Regions from separate parts of the Sus scrofa genome. Here region 2 is linked to region 1. Evidence: chromatin contacts called from public Hi-C data. All regions are on one chromosome and are shown on one strand. Each heading gives the region's core, a stretch centred on a gene start, on an enhancer-like site or on the middle of the called end of the contact. The rest is flanking DNA. Distances are from core to core; before and after follow the strand shown.

Evidence for each region. A called contact is a pair of places that touch in the nucleus more often than the background predicts.
Region 2: a Hi-C map of liver shows a contact between it and region 1, with 6 times the contacts expected there. The contact joins the promoter of ISCU here to the promoter of MVK in region 1. A contact is called at or near these places in 2 of 47 Hi-C or Micro-C datasets (heart right ventricle and liver).

The regions. Positions count from the first base shown.
Region 1 is chr14:41,355,661-41,359,538 of Sscrofa11.1, reverse strand. MVK (mevalonate kinase) reads left to right here and starts at 2,102. Exons shown (of 12, transcript XR_002338383.1): 1 at 2,102-2,257; 2 at 3,600-3,691. MMAB (cob(I)yrinic acid a,c-diamide adenosyltransferase, mitochondrial) reads right to left here and starts at 1,952. Exons shown (of 9, transcript XM_001929194.4): 1 at 1,770-1,952; 2 at 492-553. The coding sequence starts at 1,885.
Region 2 is chr14:42,220,587-42,224,464 of Sscrofa11.1, reverse strand. It overlaps ISCU (iron-sulfur cluster assembly enzyme ISCU, mitochondrial), which reads left to right and starts at 1,895. Exons shown (of 6, transcript XM_003359136.3): 1 at 1,895-1,949; 2 at 1,952-2,022; 3 at 3,681-3,794. The coding sequence starts at 1,910. It overlaps SART3 (squamous cell carcinoma antigen recognized by T-cells 3), which reads right to left and starts at 713. Exons shown (of 19, transcript XM_005670755.3): 1 at 169-713. The coding sequence starts at 483. It overlaps LOC106507249 (a long non-coding RNA gene), which reads right to left. Exons shown (of 2, transcript XR_002338860.1): 2 at 3,182-3,878.

The DNA.
Region 1 (3,878 bases), core at 853-3,352:
ATAGTTCCCTGTGGTATACAGTAGGAATTTATTTTTTTTTTTAGTATAATAACTATGTTTTTTCCATTTTAGGAAGTATAGTTGATTTACAATGTTGTGCCAATTGTTCTGGCATTTTAAAAATTATCAAAGTAATATGTGCTCACTATAAAAATAATGGAATACAGTAAAAATATGTATAGGAAACAACGAAAGCCTATCTATTCATTCCCCTCTCCCATAATTCAAGATCTCTCTCAGGTCCAAGGTGTAACTATATAATGTTCTTGGCATTTCTGAAAATATAAAGACACACACACTTGTATCCAATGGATTCCAATTTGAACTGCTCTGCAACTCACGTTTATCACTTAATATATCTTGGGCCCTTTCATGTCACATCACATTTTGATCTGTCACATACTTTGCAGTGTCTGCAAAGAAGGCAGAAGAACTTTAAAATGGAAGAATCTTCCATCTCTCTCTGTATTTTTCGCCTGTCCCCACCCTACCTTTGTCTCCTGTCTTGGTGTAGATCTTGGGGATTTTGGGCGTCTTTGAGGAAGGCTGTGGCCTAAGGAGAAACAGACAGCAAGAGGTGGTGAGTGGATGTAAATCAACTATAATGGAAAAAATAAAAATCTTTAAAAAAAGAGGTGGTGAGTGGGGATGGCCTACACCATGGGGCACCTCCATCAGTGGGTCACAGTTTGCTATCTGAACTCAATGGCAGCACTTATCTGCCTCTGCTTGGATCTCCTGTTATCTTTCCCCTCTGCTGCTCTTATTTTTAAGCTCTTTGTGGGCAAGCTCTGAATCTTGCCCACATCCATAGCTTCCCAGTAGCTGAAGTAGTGTAGCGCTCAATAAATACAGGCTGAAAGAATTTATCAATCATTTTCTGTAGTCTCTGTTCTGTGATAGGTAAATTAATGACACTATCACCTAGAATTATCTCTGGAAGCTTCCCAAGCCCTCAAGGGAGGCACTACCCATGACCTTCATTTTAATGAGGAATCTCTAGCTCACGAATGAGACTCACCTTCCCAGGTCATCCAGGGAGGAAGGAATCAAGCTGGGATTCTTGCCCATGACTACCTTACTCCACATTCCAAACAGTTACCTCTGTTCTACTCAAAACTTTGACCATCTACTCCACTAAGCCAGGGACTCTTGGAGTGAAAAAACCCTGGGCTATTTGCATACTGTGAAGCTCCCAAGTGCACTCCGAAATGAAGAACTGCCAAAACAGGGTTCAAAAACTGGCATTTTCAAATAGCAACATAACACTTTTAATACACACTTCAGCATTAAAAAGTGACATTAAAAGGTTATTCAAATGTTCAATTACGGATCTATTAAATATATTAATCCATTAAGTCAGGTTCTGAGGTCTGGGAATAGGGTGCAGATTTCAAGATATATGACAGCCACCTTTAGATTGTGTTGGTGTATCTCTGTGTCTTAAAGTATAAACTAAGTTGGAGATAGGTCAAAATCTGAATTGCGGCCCCTCCTGATTGTAAGGCCAGTCAAGATGACCCTCTTGGCCCACAGAGGATACATCCTGTCCTGATGAATGCTAGACTTCGTTTGGACTTGTCTTGTGCCAAGACACCTTGATTTCCAGCTTCCACAGAGCCTGTGTTGCCATGTGACGTCAGGGCTACAGAGCACGTCACCTGGGATAACTGCGGCGACGCCCCAGGGGTATGACGTAACCAGGGCGACGAAAACACAATTCACTGCAGGTACCCGAGTTATGCCTACCGTCCCAGGCAGGCACTCACCTCTCCCCGTCTTCCACGCCTTGGGGGCCACGGCTCTGAAAACGGAGACACAGTAGCCTGCGGGCACCAAGGCACCCACGCAGGCCAAGGCGACCTCCCGGGCCCCATATAGCCATGAGCCAGGCTTCTGATTGAGGGCTGACCCTGACAGGCTCCCGTCCAGGTTCCTGGATGACACCACCTACCGCCGGCCGCGCCACCACTCAGCCGCCGTCTTCCATTGGTCCGTGGCTCTCGCCCCAGGGCGGGACACTCCCAGGGATTTGTTTCCATTGGTTCACACAGGAGAGGGGCGGGGAAATCCACGAGGACTTGGCTAGCAACGTCTATTGGCTACTACTCAAGCCAATTGGTAAAAAGAGACTCCCGGCCCGCGCGCTCTGATTGGCTGGGCGGATGGGCTCGGCCACCACCCCATGGCGCTTCAGAGCTCGCGGGTTGAGTCCGGGAGCTGTTCGGGATCTGGAGCCGAGAGCCTGCAGTCGCAGGTGAGAAATCGGAGTCGTGGTCCCTGGTGGGGCCAAGTCCGAGGCTGAGACCTAGGACGACCCCGGCTGGGCTCTTGGCTTCTCTGGCTCAGTTTCCCCAATTCTGAGCATCCGTCCTGAGTGGCCCACGACCTCGAATCTGGCAGACGGGATTTTGATTTTTGGGCAAGCAACAGGTTTCCCGGCTCCGAGCCTGAGTTTCCCCTCCCCTTCTAAGAAACGGTACTTAGCTCATACTGCGGTTCAGGCCTCGTTCTATTGAGGTGATATACGGAAAGCCTTAAATAGATGGTAATTTTATACGGTTTACAAAAATCTTAAATGCACACAACGTGCACCTAGCAAGTTACTTTCTAGCAGTCTGTCTTGTAGAGATTCTCGCTTAAATGTCACCAAAAAAAAAAAAAAAAAAAAAAAGGAGGGGGTTGTAAGAGCTGTTTTCTGTGGCCTATTTTTAATTATGAAATGTTAGTAACAGCCTAAATGTCCAGGAAAGAGTTCTTTCTGGTCCATGATTTCATTTACATTTCTACCTTTATGGAGTTCCTTCTGTGGATCAGTGGGTTAAGAAGCTGCCTGCAGTGGCCTGGGTGCACCTGCAGCTCTGATTCAGTCCCTGGCCGGGGAACTTCCACATGCTAAGAGTGCAGACATTTTTTAAAAAATTGTAGTAATAATAAAATTGCAACCAAGAACCAAGCCAGTAATAAGTAGCTGTCAGCAATTGAGTGATTATGATGTACCAGACATTGCTGTTTCCCTTCCATTATTAACCTTCTCAAAATCCATCGAGTTAAGTTCACTTATTGCTCCATGCAGCTTTTTGTGTCTGTGTGTGTGTCTTTTTTTTAGGGCCGCCCCTGCGGCATATGGAAGTTCCTAGGCTAGGGGTCGAATTGGAACTGTAGCTGCTGGCCTACACCACAGCCACAGCAACACCAGAACAAAGCTGCATCTGTGACCTACACCACAGCTCCCGGCAACACCAAATCCATAACCCACCAAGTGAGGCCAGGGATTGAACCCCTGTCCTCATGGATAGTAGTTGGGTTTGTTACCATTGAGCCAAGAGGAGAACTCCTCATGTGGCTTTTGAGGAGACTGAGGTCCATAGCCATTTGAGTGAGTTAACTAAGATGATATCACTGGGGATGGAAGAGCTAGATTGGAACCCAGATCTTTTTGATATCTCTTGTTGACTGCTGCTCTGCACTGCCTTTTAGGCATATACCACATGCTGAATGGTCGCTGCCTCTTTTTTGTTGTTTATATTGGTGAGCTTGAACTAAGCATTCTTGAAGATCTGGAGACCTTCCAACTTCTTTCTGGCTTTCCTTTTCAGGATTCCCAGGAGCCATGTTGTCTCAAGTCCTGCTGGTGTCCGCTCCAGGGAAAGTCATCCTTCATGGAGAGCATTCTGTGGTCCATGGCAAGGTACAAGGCCCCCTGAACCTTTGAGGAATGGGAGCTACTTCTCCCTGATGCTAATCTTATAAGAAGCTAAAAGTAAGCCTTAAGGCATGGCCTAGGAGTAGATCAGAATGAGGTCAGACAGATGAGCAAGGAAAAGACAGGTCTTAGGCCCTCTGAAGGCCTTCTCTGGCCCACCCTTTAAGAGAGC
Region 2 (3,878 bases), core at 646-3,145, 870 kb before region 1:
TCGTGTGAGGGTTCAACGGGATAACGGTTGCAAAGCTCCGATCGAGCGGTAAGCGCTTGAAGGTCTGGTTTGGCGGCCTTGGCGGCTTTATTCCCGCCGAAGACCGGGGAGGCGGGCCGGGGCCTAGGGACCCAAGGAAAGAAGCCCGCCGCCCACCCCGCGGCCCACCTGCTCCTCCAGTCGCTCGATCTCCAGCTGGTTCTTCTCCTCCTCTTCGTCGTACTCCCACTCGTACTCCCCGGGGGAGCTCTCGGCTGAGGAAGCCATGGCGTACTCCTCATCTCCATCGCTCTCACTCACGCCTTCCTCCTGCTGGTCCCACTCTGGCCCGATGGTCTTGTACGTCGCAGCAGCCACAGCCCGCGATAACACCTTCCTCCTCGTCCTGGCCGCCTTAGCCTCATCTTCTTCTCCCTCGGCCTTGGGCCCGGCCTTTGGCTCTGCCTCCGCTTCCGAAGCCGATGCTGCGGCCGCCGTCGCCATCTTGCGCTTCCAGTGCCTCCTGGGTCCTCACTCAGCCGCCAAAGACCCTCTGAAATAGGAGCTGCCCGCGGAGCGCGCCTGATCAAAATCCCCCTCTCTTGCCACCTAAAGAGAAACTGTGAGCCTCAGATGAGGGAAAAATCTAGAAATACAACAAATCTATGTCACTTTATATGCTTTTAGTAATTCTCCTTAAGGGTAAAAAACTCGCTAACAGGGCATGTGTTCCGCCACAACTCGGGACAGAAATTAGGTCCTTAGACAGGAAGTGGACGCCATAGAGGAAGTCATGGACAGAGCGTGATGATCGACGTTCAGTGTTTGGCGCCATCTTGAGAAGGTCAAAATGATTCTTGGCATAAACGGCTCTTACTGCCTGGTCTGACTTGGCGCGTAGTTCAGTCTCCCCAGCAACCGAGCCTCACATGCAGAGAAAAGTCCAAGTCCTCAGGGAAGGATCAATTGCACGACTCATGAGAAAAACTCATTTCCCCTTTATGTAATGCCTGGTGCCTAGTAGTTAGACACACACGTGAGTTTTCATTTTATAAGCTCCTGTTCTGTAACCCAACATTAATAAATCATATTATTAAGCATCTATTTAGAATCTCTTCATTGCCAGGCCTTGTCATATAAATTGTGTTTGCTTTTTAATAAAGGAATAGACATAAACGTAAATTTTTATTAAGTTTGGACAAAGTATTCGTTTAATTAAGCTTCCTATTTTTTGAGGTAGGAAAGTCTTGCTGTGTCTATTGCCTTTCTCTCTCGTTAGCAAGCTTAATTATGTCAGAAATTATGTCTGTTTTTGTTTGGGATCCCCAAAACACCCCGACACAAAGTGGACATTCAAAACATACTTGCTCAACGGGTGAAATAGTTGTCCTTGAATTAGTACACAAGAGATCAAGGTTTAGAAGGACGATGTCATTCGTCTAGGATCACACAGCCAGTAAGGAGCAGAGCTGGGATTCTAGTTGAGGATTGTCCAAGTTTGCATCCCAACTGAGTCTAACTCTCAGGGCAACCTCAGACAAGTTCCTAAACCTCTCTGACCCTCAACATTCTAAGCAGCAAAACAGGGCTAAGAAAGGTGGAATGGTTGATCCTCTGTGCCGCATTCCGGCAGTGGACTTTGTGAACATAAATTTGCGTCCGGAACTCCAGCCTGAAGCCCCTCAGACCCATAACCCAGCACGGAGGAAAAACCGTCCTGCGAATTCAGACCTTTGGGCTCCACGCCTCGCCGGACTCGGAGGGGCGTGGTCAAGGCGGGGCCAAGGCGCGGACTCAAGCACCGAGCGGGAGGGCGCAGGCGCAAAGTCGCCGGGACTTTAGAGGGGCGCGCTCCAAGCCGGGTGCCAACTCGTGCACGAGCCCCTCCCCTCGGTCTCGCGTTCGGCCTGCGCAGGCGCAAGTCCGCAAGATGGCGGCGGCTGGCGCCGGCCGTCTAAGGCGGGCGGCTTCGTCCTGCTGCTCCCGGTCCCGCGCCTGCCTGCTCGGGAGCTGTCAGCTCCGGCTCGGCTCTATCACAAGAAGGTAGGGGCGGGCGAGGGCGTGCGCGGGGCCTGCACCAGCCGGGGAACTAGGACCGCCGAGAGGACTTAGGCGTACTACCAAAGGCCTGGCCTAGGGACGACTGGCCGGCCGGCTTTGCGCGGCCCGGGGAACGCCACTGCGGCCCAGGAAACGGGGCGCCCCTCGCACGAGTCCGCCTCGACCAACTTTCTCTCGATGCGCAAGTGCACTAACGGCGCCTGAAATAAGAATGACAGTTTCGGCTCGTCCAGCGGCGACTGCCCGTGGGCCCGGCCGCTGTCTTTAATCTCTTGCACCCAAGCCTTTAAAATTCCCAACCGCCCAGCAAGCAGGGTTCTGCTGTGACCTGACAGCCGAACTCCAGGGACAGACACACACAGAATGGCGCGGGCTCCGGCCTCACCTAAGGCCACTGCTCTAGCCAGGTGACCTTGGGCAAGTTACTGCTCTGAGCTGAACCTGTTTTACCACTTATCATATGGGGGGGCTCTTAGCAGTCCCCCTACACGAGACCGTGCCTGCGGGGTCCTCCTCTGCTTGGTGCCTGGCACAGGGAGGCCACTTAGGGTGCTGCTGCTATTATTGTTGTAGGAGCTCAGAGCCTCCGAATGGGGATGGACATGTAACCAAGTCATAATGCTTTCATTTTTGTTTAGTTTTGTTTGGGGTGGTGGGGAGCTGTGAGTAGAGATAGGTGCGTAGTTTGAAGACTTTACATTCCAGGGGCGTGAGGTCCGTAAACGTAAAACTCTTTCACTCTAGAACCGGTTAACTACAGAATGCAGCAGATCAACACGGGGCAGAAAGTCTAGACTGGACTTTGTCTTGTAGGTCCTAGGGCTTGGACTCAAAATCCGTGGACAGATAAGTGGGCGGAGGGGACTGGAAGATTGGGATACTTACGGCTAACTAGTAAACAGACCTCAAAGTTTTTAAAACCTTCCATGTGCCAGTTTGAGCTTTTTTGCTTTGTTTTGGGTTTGTTTTTTGTTTTTCTCTTCTGGCTGCAACGCATTTGCCCATGTTCTTGTCTTCCCCAGCTCAGGAGGGTGTGTTGTTGACAGTCCACGCAGAACGAATTGGTGCTCTCAGCCTTGCAGCCACCAGGGCGCACTGTGCACCAGAGGGTTCAGGGCCCTGAAATACAGTGAAAGGACTGTTTTTATTTATTATCGCCCACAAGTGGACGCATTCCTAGTCTTGTCCCTCCTGTAATAGTCTCCTTGAAGCTTCTGGGAAACACTTATTTCTGGACCATACTTACTTTTACAATTTTTGAATGGTAAGTATTATGCTTTGATAGATCCTTTGAGATGTATCTTATGGAGATAAAAAATGGTGTTTGAGCCCAACTCTGATGCCTCAGGTGGTTAAAGGTCAATTATTTGTGGTTCAAAACCCTGCAGAACAAAGCCAGATCTTGCAGATTTTTCTGCCTTATTATGAATCTCTGAAGGTAATTGGAGAGGCGACACACAAAGACTTTGGGTGGCCAGTGGTTCTCATTGACCTGAGCATAAGCCTTCCCGCCCAGGTAAAACTTGGTATTTCGTGACACCTGCTGGGTTCGGTTTGCTGACTTCAAACGTGCCATCAAAGTCGGGGAGATCAATACCAAAAAAGAGTAATTGTGATTTCTCTTCACCCTCTCGTTTCAGGTTGTTGATCATTATGAAAATCCCCGAAACGTGGGGTCCCTTGACAAGACAGCTAAAAATGTTGGAACCGGATTGGTGGGCGCTCCGGCCTGTGGCGATGTAATGAAATTACAGGTACCCTTGGTTTCCATCTTTACTGGTGGTTAACAGTGATCCAATCACTTGTACAGTATTCCCTAGTTGACAGAGCGTTTGCAC